3 separate regions of the Sus scrofa genome follow, and all the other regions are linked to region 3. A link is a contact called in public HiChIP or PLAC-seq and promoter capture Hi-C data. All regions are on one chromosome and are shown on one strand. Each heading gives the region's core, a stretch centred on a gene start, on an enhancer-like site or on the middle of the called end of the contact. The rest is flanking DNA. Distances are from core to core; before and after follow the strand shown. Region 1 overlaps RGS3 (regulator of G-protein signaling 3). Region 2 holds the start of RGS3 (regulator of G-protein signaling 3). Region 3 has its middle 140 kb from the start of MIR378B.

Evidence for each region. Promoter capture Hi-C pulls out the DNA fragments that hold promoters and counts their contacts. HiChIP or PLAC-seq counts read pairs in DNA pulled down with a chosen protein or histone mark.
Region 1: an H3K27ac HiChIP or PLAC-seq map of skeletal muscle shows a contact between it and region 3, with 5 times the contacts expected there. The contact joins two enhancer-like sites. A contact is called at or near these places in 4 of 47 Hi-C or Micro-C datasets (embryonic fibroblasts, epiblast stem cells, heart right ventricle and 1 more) and 1 of 2 datasets of contacts at active chromatin or transcription factors (skeletal muscle).
Region 2: a contact with region 3 is called in a promoter capture Hi-C map of liver, with 4 times the contacts expected there. The contact joins the promoter of RGS3 here to the enhancer-like site in region 3. A contact is called at or near these places in 3 of 5 promoter capture datasets (fetal liver, fetal skeletal muscle and liver), 30 of 47 Hi-C or Micro-C datasets (adipose tissue, alveolar macrophages, blood and 15 more) and 2 of 2 datasets of contacts at active chromatin or transcription factors (alveolar macrophages and skeletal muscle).

Annotation. Positions count from the first base shown.
Region 1 is chr1:254,112,939-254,117,449 of Sscrofa11.1, reverse strand. All of the region lies in intron 8 of RGS3 (regulator of G-protein signaling 3), which reads right to left. Among named protein-coding and RNA genes, the nearest start is that of MIR378B, 20 kb to the left of the region's middle. Within about 2 kb of position 2,754, at least 19 of the 83 cell types and tissues checked have an H3K27ac peak or open chromatin away from gene starts, as enhancers often do. A contact at or near this core is called in skeletal muscle, where this site is marked.
Region 2 is chr1:254,076,083-254,080,605 of Sscrofa11.1, reverse strand. It overlaps RGS3 (regulator of G-protein signaling 3), which reads right to left and starts at 1,988. Exons shown (of 24, transcript XM_003480580.4): 1 at 1,771-1,988. The coding sequence starts at 1,849.
Region 3 is chr1:254,268,716-254,273,335 of Sscrofa11.1, reverse strand. No RefSeq gene overlaps it. Among named protein-coding and RNA genes, the nearest start is that of MIR378B, 140 kb to the right of the region's middle. Within about 2 kb of position 2,470, at least 38 of the 83 cell types and tissues checked have an H3K27ac peak or open chromatin away from gene starts, as enhancers often do. A contact at or near this core is called in adipose tissue, embryonic fibroblasts, fetal skeletal muscle and 5 more, where this site is marked.

The DNA.
Region 1 (4,511 bases), core at 1,505-4,004, 160 kb after region 3:
GCATGGGCCCTGGTGCAGCATGGGGAAGGGTATCCCAGGCAGGCTGACCAGGAAGCCAGCTCAGCAGCCCTGGAAAAGATCAAGGGCTGCTGTCTCGTTAGGAGACTTCTGTCTCCTTCCTTTAGGGGCTGCTTCTTCCAGGCCGGGCACCTAGCATTCACCTGCCAGCCATTCCAAAGGCCAGGCATGGGAGCCCAGGGCCACCAGAGCCCTTGGATGTTGCCGGGGAGGCCCCTGAGGATCTGCTTCCCACCAGCCCTGGGCCTGGATTCAAAGTGAGTTTGTAAAACAGGAAACCTGACAGACAAGGGGAAGGGGGGGCAGGAAAATACCCCGTTCCCATAAGAATTCTGGGAAAACACATAGCTAAGACAGGAAGAGGAAAAAAAATGGAGAGAAAGAAAAACAAACTCTGGAGTGAGTATGGAAAGCCCAGGCTGAGGCCAAGGGACGATGACAGGAGCCCGGTCCACTCCATGCGACCAGCAGGGATTTTAGGGGCCTCAAAGCCCATCCTCAACCCAGGCAGCAGCTGAGATGCCAGCATCTTACTTGCCCTTCCCCAGTCCTACCCGACGAGGGGCCATGGTCCCTCCTGCCCGGGGCCTGGCTCTCAAAAGCAGGGCCCAGCACCCACAGGCTCAGGGCTGAGAGTCTGAGGACCAGCCCCAGAGTTGACCACACCCTGGTCCCCTCATCCAGGTGGGACTGTGGGCGGGAGACCCCTCCACCTTCCCTGGCACCAGCCTAAGGAGAGCCAGTGCAGAAACAGTCTGGGCCCGCTGGGGGCTGGGAAGAGGGGGAGCAGAGAGGGTGTCCGGGAAGCAAGCCCCTCTCCTGCTCAGCGTGAGCAGATGGGACGCATGAAGGAAGCAGGATTATGCTCTGTCCGGGATGACCACTGCCCTCATGGAGAGGACAACGTCCAAAGAACCTGGTTATCACTGCAGCCCTGAGGGGGACACAGGGCTTTATTGGGCCCATTTCACAGAGGAGGAAACTGAGGCCCGAAGCATAAGTGCTCAGCCCTCCTCTCTGACCTTGGGCCTCAGGGTCAGGCGGTGAAGGGGAGCAGCCCCACCCTAACTCTGGGACCTCGGCGACTCCTGGCAGAGGCCTTCCTTCCTCGGGATGGTTCTTGCTCTTTCCTGTCCAGAGCAGGAACTGCTTCTGCTCCTAGATCTCAGCCATGCCAGCACCTTACTTCTGCCCTCCTGCCTGGTTTCTGACCCTCTGTCATGCCCAGAGTTCAATGCCAATCCCTAAGTGCTACATTTATTGAATGTGTACATACCAGGCCCTGCACCAGGCACTGCATACCCATTCCTTCCACTCTCGCAGCATCATCCCGTGATCACCCTCTTCCACTGACAGCTAGAGTGAGGCTCAGGGAGGTCAAGCGACGTGCTCCGGAGCCAGAGCTCAAGAAGGGCAGAGCTGGGTATGAGCCCGGGTCTTGCACAAAGCTGGCGCTCTCAACCCTGCCCTGCTTTCTGGCTTGGGATCTGCCTTAAACTTGAGCCCCAGAGCCCCAGGCCCAGACCGCACTCATGCCTGACACCACTCTGCCTGCCAGTGCGTCCCATCCTCAGGCCAGTAGTGACCAAGGACTTCTGACCTCCCACTCTGCCTCACCACCCTGCCACCCAGTTTCCAGGGTCACAGGGGCAGCTCTGCAGGCCCCCGGGGCGGGGGCGGGGGGCCCTGAGAGCTGGGGGCTGGAGAGAGAACACGCGCGTCCCCTGCGCAGTGCAGGAGGCCCCTCTGAGCATCTCCCTGAGACTTACGTTGTCTGTTTGAGGGAGTTCAGGACCCAGATTCTAGTCTGGACATTAAAACACACAGAGGGACCTCGCTATACTTTTAAAATCAGGACTTTTCCTTGGACATTCCTGAAATCTGGATGGCCATTGCCTTCACCCAGCCTGACACCATGCTTTTTAATAAGAAAAAAATGTCTTGGGGGCTAACACGTCATCACTCCCACTCTGCCCCCAATCCTGAGACCCAAGGCTGAGAGGTCAAACCCTCTCTGTGAAGTCAGGCTCTGGAACCAGAGGACCCCGAGGTGCCTCAGAGCATCACGGCTACAGGGAAGGAAAATCTAGCACACAAGCACACACCAACACACACCGAAACACAGTCACACCTACACGATGCAGGACAGGCACTGCCATCCCATCGGAAATAGGGAAAGTTAGCAAAAATACAAAGTTAGCAAGAAAGACAAACCCAGCTGCTCAGCAAGCTAGTGGCTTCCAGTCTCAGGCCGGGATGCTCCCTTTAACTACCCTTCTCCCAAATCAAAATGACTAGAAAAATCAAGTAGATAATCTCACCACGGACACTACCCGGTCCGTGGTTAGGATGGGGCAGAGCTGGCATCGTCTGCCCCTAGAGAGGGTCTGCGGGTCCAGCTCCTGCCTCTGTCCTCCCCTCAGATCACATTGAACCTGCAAGGGGCACGAGGAGGCAAGGAAGCCCTTGTGGGGAGAGACATCCTGCTCAGTGAGCCCCCACTTCCAACCCCCAGCGACACCCCCGTGCCCCCACCCTCAAGGGCCAAGCACCCACCTGGCGGTAGCGGCGCTCCGAACACACCTTGCAGAGCCCATTGAAGCGGTTCATGGCTGCGGGTCCTGCCTCGGCTGCCGCCCCATGAAAAGCCGGCTCTCCCCCCAGCAGTGGGAGCCCGCACTGCGCCCCGTCAGCCTGGCATGACCGCCCTGGGAAGCCCGCCCCACAGAAGAATGGCAGGAAATCACCTCTCACCTCCCCAAGCCCTGTCTGTGCTGTGTGCCTCTGCACGATAAGCCCGAAGGCTTCCTGAAACCTCCGAATGACAAGGAAGAGGGAGAGTTTTATATTAAAATTCCTGTCAACTAGTTAGTATTCCCCGGGCCCCGGCGGGGAGAGGGCGCCTTTGTTCTGGCTGCATTCTCCGCCATGGGCCACTTTGTGATTCCAGAGTTCTCACAAACACCCCTGGCTGGAGGGGAACCCAGGCAGAAAACGCAGCCGGCTCTGTAACAACGCGCCTCCCCCTGCAAAGCCCAGGGTCCCCAGCAGCAAATCCAGGAAACCAACCTAGCCTAAGAGTCCAAGGACACCTTTGGGGGTACACCCACAGACTTCCCACGTCAAGACAGGGAACACAAAACCTCTGGCGTCTGCCTGCTGCTCAGAAGCTACTTAAAAGTCAGACTCCTCGCCCATGGACGTGGGCTGCTTTAAGGATCGGATGACAAGCAGACTGTAAAGTCAAGCGGGGAAAGGATTTCCAATCACCAGATGATCCGACCTCCTCATGTTACTGGTGAAGAAGCGGGGCCTTGAGCAGTCAGGGTCAGCCAGCAGGGACCAGGGCCCGCCTTGCAGAACTGTGCCTAGTGAGCCCCTTACGCCCCCCGCAGGGCCCCTGGGAAAACCACCCAGCCACCCACATCCTCCACGCCAGAGACGTCCCTTGGTCCAGCCCGGCTCTGGCTGCTGTGACGGGGGACAGGTCACCCAGGTTTCTGAGCCTCTGGCTCCCCATGCACATGATGAGGGGGCTGAACACGTCTCCTCTCAGGGGTCCTCCCCCTGCCCTAACCAAGTCTCTGACAATCACCCCAACTTTGCTGAGTCCTATGGACATGGCTGCCTGTACAAGCCTGGGAAAGTCAAATGCGCCTTAGAACAACATCCCTAGAGGTCAGGGCCTGTGTGCGGGGTCCAACAGGACTCTCTCAGGCCACCTAGAAACCTGCAGTGCTGATGTCCCTGTAATTCCTACAAATCCCCAGGGAGGCTCCCTGGTCACTGTCCCTCTGTGCTCGGCGTGTACAGAGAGAGGGAGAGAGGCCTTTGTAGCCCGTCCCTCACCCCAACCCCCCAAAACCAGAGGAAGCTTTTAAGCTTGTAATGAAGCCACAGAAAGCAGACCCCTGGCAAGTTACTCTAATACTGTAATATCCAATATGGTAGCAACTAGACACATGTGCAATTGAAATTTAATTAAAATTAATTAAAATGTAAAATTCAGGTCCTCGGTCATACTAGCCACATTTCAAGTGCTCAGTAGCCACGTGGTTGCCATAGTGGACAGCAGAGCCCTAGCCTGTTGGCTCTGGTGGGGGGCAGGGACCTCTGGCTTGTTGACAGCTATACCCCAGCACTGAGCACAAGGCCTGGTCCATGTGGATCTTCCATAGGACCGAATGGGAGTTCCCATTGTGGCTCAGTGGAAACAAATCTGACTAGTATCCATGAGGGTGCAGGTTCGATCCCTGGCCTCGCTCAGTGGGGTAAGGATCCAGGGTGCCATGAGCGGTGGTGTAGGTCACAGACCCGGCTCGGATCTGGCATTGCTGTGGCTGTGGTGCAGGCCGGCAGCTCTAGCTCCAATTCAACCCCTAGCCTGGGAACCTCCATGTGCCGTGAGTGCAGCCCTACAAAAAAGACACACACACACACACACACACACACACACACAAGGACTGAATGACTGAATGAATGACTTGAGTAAA
Region 2 (4,523 bases), core at 739-3,238, 190 kb after region 3:
CCCCCCCCCCACATACACACACACACACACACACCCCAACTTCCCAGATCTGGCAGGGACATTACCTCAACAAAAGAATATGGACTGATACAAGGAAATAGTCACATCATACCAGTAAGGAAAAGAAATGGGTTACCAAACCGGATACACAATAGGATCCCAATATGGCTAAAATCAGGCACAGACAGACGCATAGAAATAAATCTGGAAGGATATAAATCATGCTAACAATGGCTTTCTCTGGGGAGTCAGATTACAGGTGATTTTCCGCTTTCTCCTTTTCACTAAGTTTTCAACAATGAATACATCTTACAGTGATAATAAGGAGGAAAAAACAAGGAAAAGGATTTTCTACTTTTTGATCAGCACACAGCTAAGGTAACACAGCCTCACAGCTCTCTGACACTCTTTCCTGACCACCCAACCAAATCAGACTATCCTGGCAACCTCCCCTATCTGGTAGAGTCTCAACATCCCTGTAGGGTTAATAGGAATTGCCTCCAAGGGTTGGAAGAATTAAATGAGATGATGCAGGGAAAGCCGTTGGCACAAAGCATGGCACATGATGAACGTGCAACAAAGAGTGGCTAATAATTACTCTGATTGTTATCCTCCCCCAACTGGACCCATGAATTCCAGGATGCCGGACCACAGGCCATTTCCAGGGGCCAAGCCACTGCTTTTCCATCCTTCCCCCGGCCCTAGAGAAGGCAGGTGGTGAAGAGCCAAGCGAGCCCACAGAGGTTAGCCTGAGAGTGGGAGAGCCAGAAGCCCTGGGAGGAAGTAACTCCTTAGGTGCTCTGTCTTTGAAATGTGGGCAAAGTCCACTTATGTTGCAATAACCGCTCCAACCTTCATAAAGAAAATTGTTTACAAGTTTGTGTGTCTGCTGGACATATCATTGCAGAAGGCTTGAGCCCAGGTACCAACTCAGCAACTGGCTCGATGGGAGACCTTCCTCTCTGGATCTCAAGCCTTCACAGAGGAAACATAACTTCCTCCCCCCAGGGAATTACAGAACCAGTGGGGAAACAAGAGCTGTAAGAAGCTGTATTCTAGGACCGGGCAGATTATCTTTACCATGGAGACGTGGAAGGCCAGGTTTGTCCACACCGCCGGGGCAGCTGCTGCCCAGCTGTTATTTGGGGGAACCTGTCCTGCTACCTAGGGGTTTGAAAGCAGGAGCCTACTGCCCACTTCTTTCCGCCTCAAGGCCCCAAGGCAGCCCTGTGACACTGCTGGAAGCCCAGCTACTCCCAGAGGAAAGAATCTCTTATCTCTGCTGTGGGTCAGGCATCCACTGAAGCCATCACACTGCAACCCCAAGGTGAGCCCACAGGAAGCCAAGGCCATCTGGGCTGACCCAGCACCTGTTCTGTCCCTGAGCCAAAGGAAAGAGGACCCAGGAGATCTCAAGAAGGAGCAACGAGGCCTTGATTTAATCCTGAGCTGCTTGTCAGTGGGAAACTCAGTGGTGGCAAACCCAGTCTCTGAAAGATTAAGTGGGGCATGATTATTCCAGCCAAGCCAGGCAGAACCAACTGCACTTGGCACCAGTGGCCAGGCAGCAGGTGGTGCCCCATGGCTTGCTGGGTCTGAGCCTGGCCATGAGCCCTTCCTGGGCGACTACGGGAGGAAGGGGCCAGAGCAGGTGACCCAAAACAGAAGGATGGCTGCTCCTTGCCTCCCCTGTCACCGTGAGGGTTGTCCTCTCTGCGCGCTGCCAGCAGAGTGAAGCAGCCCCTGGCGGCGGCCGCCGCGGGCACTTACCAAAAGTGCTGAGGTAGAAGGACAAGCCCGGGTGGGCGCGCCGGCTCCCGAGGGAGACGCGGTGCAGGGAGCGCTCCATGGCAATGGCCCCGGCTCAGGCTGGGCTGGGGCGCCTGTAACTTGAGGCGTCTGTGTTGCTCCCAGTAACCGAGGCAGCAGGTTCACCCGCCCCCGCCAGTGTCTCCGGCCGGCGGCGCGCGAGGCTGCTGCGAGCATTTGAACCGGCGGCCGCGCCAGGCCCTGATTGGCCCGCGCGGGTTTGAATGGGGAGATTTCCACCTGACCGAGCAGCCGCCGCCGCCACCGCCGCCGCCGCCGCCGCCGCCGCCGAGGGGAGGAGGCGCCTGCGACCCATCTGGAGGGGCAGCCACCGCGGCCAGGACGGCAGTCTTCCCCGAGAAGCCAGCAGGACAGGCGGCCCCACCAGATCTCGTGGCTCTGGGACCGCTCCGGGCTGCGAGTGCCAGTCCCATGCCAGGCCTGAGGCCCCTGGCGCGCCTACTCAATGGGCTTAGCCTGCTCGCCCAGCTCCCCCAAGCCAGCAATTAGCCATGTTTGCAACTTGCTTTGAAGCTCAGACCTGTAATCATGCGACCCAAGTAAGGGCAGAGGAGCACCCTTCTGGCCCAGTACTGTGGGTCTTGGAAAATGGCTCTCCACGCCCGGCTCACGCTCCCCCACCAGGCTGCAGGCCCTTCCCTAACCCTGGCCCCTCCATCTCTTTCTTGAGCCTTCTCTCAGATGAGCAGCCTGGCACAGGTCTAGACCAGAGCAGTTTCCTCCAGCAGCCTCTTGGCCCCGCCATCTGCAGCCGGTCCTGGGAAACAGGAGGACAGGCCCCCAGCATCTGAGGGGACAAAAATGCACAACACAGTATGTGGTGGATAGGCGCTTTCACCCTCTGGAGCTTGGCGCAAGGAGGCAGAACTAAAAGGAGGGTCAGCCCCTGCGCTGCTCTGTCGGCAAACATTCATGGGATGCCTCCTGGGAGCAGTTTCACACCAAGACATCTGCTCAGCAACTCTGAGTGTTGCTGCTGTGGAGGGAAAGCTGCTGGTCTTATGTAAATCCAAAAATGGGAAGTGTCAGAAGCTGCCAAATGGATATTTGTGACTCAGTGATCCGCTCAAGTGAGCCACACAACATTGGGGGACGCAGGAGAGAGTGGGGAGAAAAGTTGTATGTATTGAGGACCAAGTGCCAGGGCCTGAGCTGGGCAGTTCACACACACCTCATTTAATCTCCAAGGTAACCCTAGGAAGTATTAACCCCAATTTACCAGGGATAAATCTGAATCTCACATAAAGAGGATAGGTGACTTGTCCAAGGATGGACGGCAGAGCTGAAATTTGAACCCAGGCCTGTCTGCCCCAAAGGCCATCCTCCTTTTGCTCTTCCTTGGCCTCCACACCCAGCCCATGGCCAACAACAAATGCAGGTGACAGACCTGCCTTCTTGAGGCAGGTAAGAAAACTAGATACCACAGGGCCAGCTGGACAAGCAGGGAGTAGAAACTGGAGAAGGAGCCCAGAAATCGGCAAACCAGTGGTCAAGTACAAATGAGTCACATAAAGGCCAGTGGATTGTTTGAATCCTGGTGCGTTGTGAAGCGCTGCTCTGCTTTCCACCGCCTCCCCACCCCCTCAGCCCAATGGCAGACAGAGTTACCTGCACCCTGAGCATGCCTGATCCTTCTCCTGGCTGGGGACGTCTGAGTCCAAGCATCCTTTCTGTGCAGGGAGGTGCCCTGGCTCTGCCGCTCCATCCAGTCAGGGAAAATAGGCAACCTCTGGCTCAAGCCACAGGAGGCAGACAGGACACTGAGGCTGGAGGTGCTATAGATCTGCAGGAGCAAGACAGGAGCATGAGTCAGGTGTGGCCTGAGAATGCCCTCTGAGAGGGGGTTCACTCCAAGTAGGAATTTAAAAGTACCATATTCTTGGAGTTCCCGTCGTGGCACAGCAGAAACAAAACTGACTAGGAACCATGAGGTGGTAGGTTCGATCCCTGGCCTCACTCAGTGGGTCAAGGATCCAGCATTGCCATGAGCTGTGGTGAAGGTTGCAGATGTGGCCCGGATCCCAAGTTGCTGTGGCTCTGGCATAGGCCAGAAGCTGTAGCTCCGATTGGACCCCCAGCCTGGGAACCTCCATATGCCGCAGGTTCGGCCCTAAAAAGCAAATAAATAAATAAATAAACAGTAGGATATTCAGGAGCCTGAGCAAAGGGGGGTCTACGAAGGGGAAAGTGATGTGCCCAAGGTGACAGTGGCCCCTTTACAGCTCTGCCAGGGACCACTGCAGCTCCTGCACTAAGATGACCACCTTGGACTTGGGAAGCTGTGAGCAGCCTGCAGATGCACATCCAGGAGGGGAGAACCCAGCAGGAGAGCTGGGCGGCTGTATTATGTGTATGTGGCCCAAGGCCCACACTGGGCACTTCACCCCCACTCAGGACAAAGGTTGCACAACCTTGCAGGTTCCCTCCCAACTCCTTCTGCCCTACTCAGCTGCTAATCCATTTAGTTGGGAGACCCCAGGGCCTGACTCTGATACTGATCAGGCTCCCGTGGTGGCACCACCTCTACCACCCTCACCACAACAGTAAGGCCCCTTAGGAGAGTACTGGAAGCTTCCTTCTCTTAAAGGGGCAGGTCGCTCTTTTCTCAGGAGAAGTAGAACAGAGGTGAGTGGGAGCCTGGGCAGTGCTACTGCAGGACAGACTGGCCCTATTAACCCAAACAACTGTCTACA
Region 3 (4,620 bases), core at 1,221-3,720:
GTCAGGCTGTCATAGGTGCGTGTGTACATGCATGCGTGAGTGAGCACATGCACATATGTGTATACATTGTGTGTATGCCTGTGTGCTCTGTGGGCAGGGGTGCGTGTGTTGTGAACATATGTGATGTGTATATACATATGCACGGATGGGGGTTGGTGGAGGTGTGTGTGTATGAGTGCTTATGTGTGTAGGCACACGTGTGTATGTCTACGTGTGCATATGTGCGTGTATGCCTGGTCACATTTGTGAATGTGTGCTAGCAAAGAATCCTGCTAGGTCAGGCTAGCAAGAATCCCCCGACCCCTTGATATCCCAGTCCTTGGCCTGCCTTTAGCAAGAATCCTGTTAGATCAATTTAGCAAGCACCTCCCTACCCGTGAAGTCTCCACTGACCCCTGCCCTGCTCCTTGCCAAGCCCCTGGCTGTCTTTGCTGCCCCGAGAGTTGGGCTCAGTCTCTCTCCCCTATTGCAATAGACTTGAATAAAGTCTTTACCGTTTCAGCAAGTGTCAGAATAGCTTTTAACAAAGCAAGAGCGAGGAGTGGAGTGAGGGAGGGGGAAATTGGAGGAATGGAAGCCAGAGAGGTGGGGGGGAGGGGGACAGGCCAGGTGACTCCAAAACTCACCTTGGCTTCAGCCTCTGTGAGCCCTTCATCTCTGTCCCCTGGCTGTCCCTGCCTCTCTCACCCGGACCCCTGCAACAGCCCCCACCTCCAGGTCTCACTGCCCCCAGGCCACCCTCCACTTTGCAGCCAGAGGCTCTTCCAAATCCCAGCCCTGACCATGTCCTTCCCCTCCAGGGCCCCCAGCCCACAAGCAGTCCAGCTCGTTGGCCTGGAGGGCAAGCCCTGAAGCTTAGAGCCATGGGCATCTGCATGCTTCCTCCCTTCAAGCCTCAGCTCACCTCACTCCCTCTTAGAAATGTACATCTGAGTCCTGCTCCGTTTTCTAGGCCCAGCCCACCCCTCTTCTCCTCCAAGAAGCCTTCCTGTCTGCACTTGGGCTCACCTCACAACCTAGCAGGGTTGGTTCCACCCCCATGACCAGCCTATCAAGCTCCTGCTCCTCTGTGGCACCCTCCCCTCCCCACTCTCTCCAAGTCATAGGACAGAGGACTACTCAGCCATCTTGCATGGTCTGGAGACAGAGGACTGGCCAGCATGGGCCCTTCTGATCCTTCCTGGCTGGGGTGGCAGGAGAGGGTGGCACTGGGTTTGCTGCCACCATCATTGAAGCCCTGGATATCAAAACTCCTACAGTTGGTGTATCACAGTGTTAAGAAGAAGGGCTCGGAGTTCCCATTGTGGCGCAGTGGTTAACGAATCTGACTAGGAACCATGAGGTTGCGGGTTCGATCCCTGGCCTTGCTCAGCGGGTTAACGATCCGGCTTTGCCGTGAGCTGTGGTGTAGGTTGCAGACGCGGCTAGGATCCCGCGTTGCTGTGGCTCTGGTGTAGGCCGGTGGCTACAGCTCCAATTCAACCCCTAGCCTGGGAACCTCCATATGCCGCGGGAGCGGCCCAAGAAATAGCAACAACAACAACAACAACAAAAGACAAAAGACAAAAAAAAAAAAAAAAAAAAAAAGAAGGGCTCTGTAGCCAAGGCATCTGGGTTCAAGTCCTGGTTCCACCATTTAGCTTCTGTGTGACATCAGCCAAGTGGTCTAGTCTCTCTGTGCTATGAAATGAGATAACAACAGGGTTGCTGTGAGGATAAAACACATTAACACACACACGTACAGAGCACTGAATTTGGCATGTGACATGGAATTAGGGCTTATGCAGCTATTAGCTGTGATCCTCATAAAAGGGTTCGAATCCAGCGGCATCTCTGTGACCTTGGACAAGTCACTTAACATCTGAGCCACCAATGTGCTGGCCACATACAAAGACACATCTGTAAGCACACACACGTACACACATACATGCATTGTGTACAGACATATGGAAGCACAAGCACGGATACACATGTACATACGCACACAATTTTGTGTGTTTATTTGTTTACTGTCTTCCTTTCCCAGCACAGACCTAAATGTAAGCTCCTAGGCAGAAAGCACCTCTGACACATCGGCTCCTAGCAGAATGCCTGACAAACGACAGGTACTCAATAAATATTTTCCAAATAAATGAACAGATGCAGGCTTTCTTCATTCCTAAAATGGGCGACAATAACCCCCATCTCACAAGGCTGCAGTTAGGAATGAACAAGACAAGGCAAGGCAAGCTCGCCCCCCCTCCCCCTCCTCCCCAACCCCGGGCCTTGCCAATTTCCTTCATAGAGCAAGGATCTGGGATTGTTATCTTAGAGGCAGACACCAGGGGGCAGCACAGGATCAACTCACTTTGGCTGTGCTGAACCCTTGCCAAAGGGAGCTGGAAGAGAGGGACCCTCCTGCAGCTCCTGGGAGGGATGGGCTGGGCACCTTGAAACGTCACCTTCCATCCCTTCGTGCCCAGACTGCCAGGAGGACTCTCACAGGTCAGATCCACATACATCACTCATTCCTCCACCAAACCTTGATGGAGTCACAGAGCTCAGAGCCTAGTGGGGAGACGGTCTCTGAACGAGCAATTAAAGTAATTACTTTAATTAAAGTAATTAAAGCCAACAAGCGAGTGCTCTAAGGCAGTGAGCGGGATGTATGGGGCACAATGACCCTGTGTTTCAGGCTCAGATGTGATGGCTGAGCAAGAGTTAACTGGGAGGCGAGGGAAGGAGAGGGTAAATGCTCTCAGGCAAAAGAATGACCTGCACAAAGGCCCTCAGGTAGGAAGAGGCTCGTCTACTTAATCTTTGGCCCGAAGAAAGGAAGAGACTCCCTGAGATCACACAGGAGAAGCAGAGCCAGGGCTGGAGCTCAGACTTCCTGGCTCCCCATCTGGGGCTCCTCCCCCAAACCCTGGTTTCCCTTCCAATAAGCATCATCTCTGATGTAGCAGCGGCAGCAGCTGTGCTGGAGGCAGAGGAATTTTGGCCCTGATCCTGCCTGACCCAACTTCCCCAGTATATGAGCTGATAAGAGATTTTAATTCTGATGTCTAGACTAAGACAATGACCAAATGTCTTGCAGCAAATGGGGCTCCTAAGAGCCTATATTTGGGGCTTGGGAGCTCTCTCTGTGATCATATTTCAGTGGCCCTGGACTGGGGCAGAGGGACTGCTGGGAGCTGCAGAGCTGAGCCTGGAGGCTTCTAATGGACTGAGGGCATTGGCTAGGAATCAGAGATGCCTGGAAAGTTCCAGTTAAGGCTGACCTTCTAAGATGAACATTCCAGGGAGCCTGAGCCGCGGACAGGGTAACCCTGCTTTATCAGTCGGAATAAATAAAGCGGTACTGGGGAAAAAAAAAAAAAAAAACTTCTACATCCAAGAGGTTTAAAACCACAAAGATGTATTTCTCCCTCACACAGGGTCCATGGTGGGTGCAAGCAGGACCTCAAGCTGGGTCAGGGAAGCCCCTGCATTGGAAGCCACTGCCATTAAGTGCTGCCACCTGGTGGTCACAGCAATCATCCCAGGGATCTGAGTCGCACTGATGTCCCGCTGCCCACCATGGGGATGGGGAGTCAGAGATGCCAAGGAAGCCACCATGGGCCCGGCCCTCACTTAACTGAGCTTCCCCCAAAGGGCCATGGACAGCCTCAGTGGACAATGGTGTCATTGACTGAGCTCTTATTCTTGTCATTTACTGAGTTCTCCCTGGTGCTATGATGACATCTAATCCCCATGACGACGCTGCAGGTGGGTACCGATATCCTCCCCCATTTTACAGAAGAGGAAACGGAGGCACAGGAAGGTTTAAGCACTTTGGCCAAAGCCACACAGTAAGTAAATGCCGGAGTGAGATTCACACCAGGCACCTGACCTTCGGAAAGAGGGATGCAACTTCCCTAAGAAAGGAGACTTGGAGAGGTGGATGGGTGTCGAGGAAATTTTTCTGTTATGCAAGTCCTGCCTTTATATCTCTTAGAGAGTTCAGTAAAAATGTATGGCTTTTTGGTGCTTTTCTTTTTTTTACGATTATTTGCATTTTTTTTTTTTTTTAATTTTGAAAAATGGGAGTTCCCGTCGTGGCTCAGTGGTTAACGAATCCGACTAGGAACCATGAGGTTGCGGGATCGATCCCTGGCCTTGCTCAGTGGGTTAAGGATCCGGCATTGCCGTGAGCTGTGGTGTAGGTTGCAGACACGGATCCGGTGTTGCTGTGGCTCTGGTGTAGGCTGGTGGCTACAGCTCTGATTCGACCCCTAGGCTGGGAACCTCTATATGCTGCAGGAGCAGCCCAAGAAATGGCAAAAAGACAAAAAAAAAAAAAAAAAAAGTCTAACCCACTGAATAGTTGAAGGACTACGCCTCATGGAGCTCCACCAACTATTAACACCTTGCTGCACCCATGCCACCTCTCCTCCTCCTCTTCCTTTTCTTCTGTTTCTCTGTCTCTTTTTCTCTCCCACGACACAGCCCCCCCACCCCTCACATTTGCCAAACCCTCCAAAAGTGAGGCGGGGCTCCGTGATGACTTCACCCACAAGCCCCTCCGTGTGCCTCTCCCAGGACAAGGACATTCTTCTACACAAGCCCACACCGAAGATAATCAACACAAATTAGGCAAAT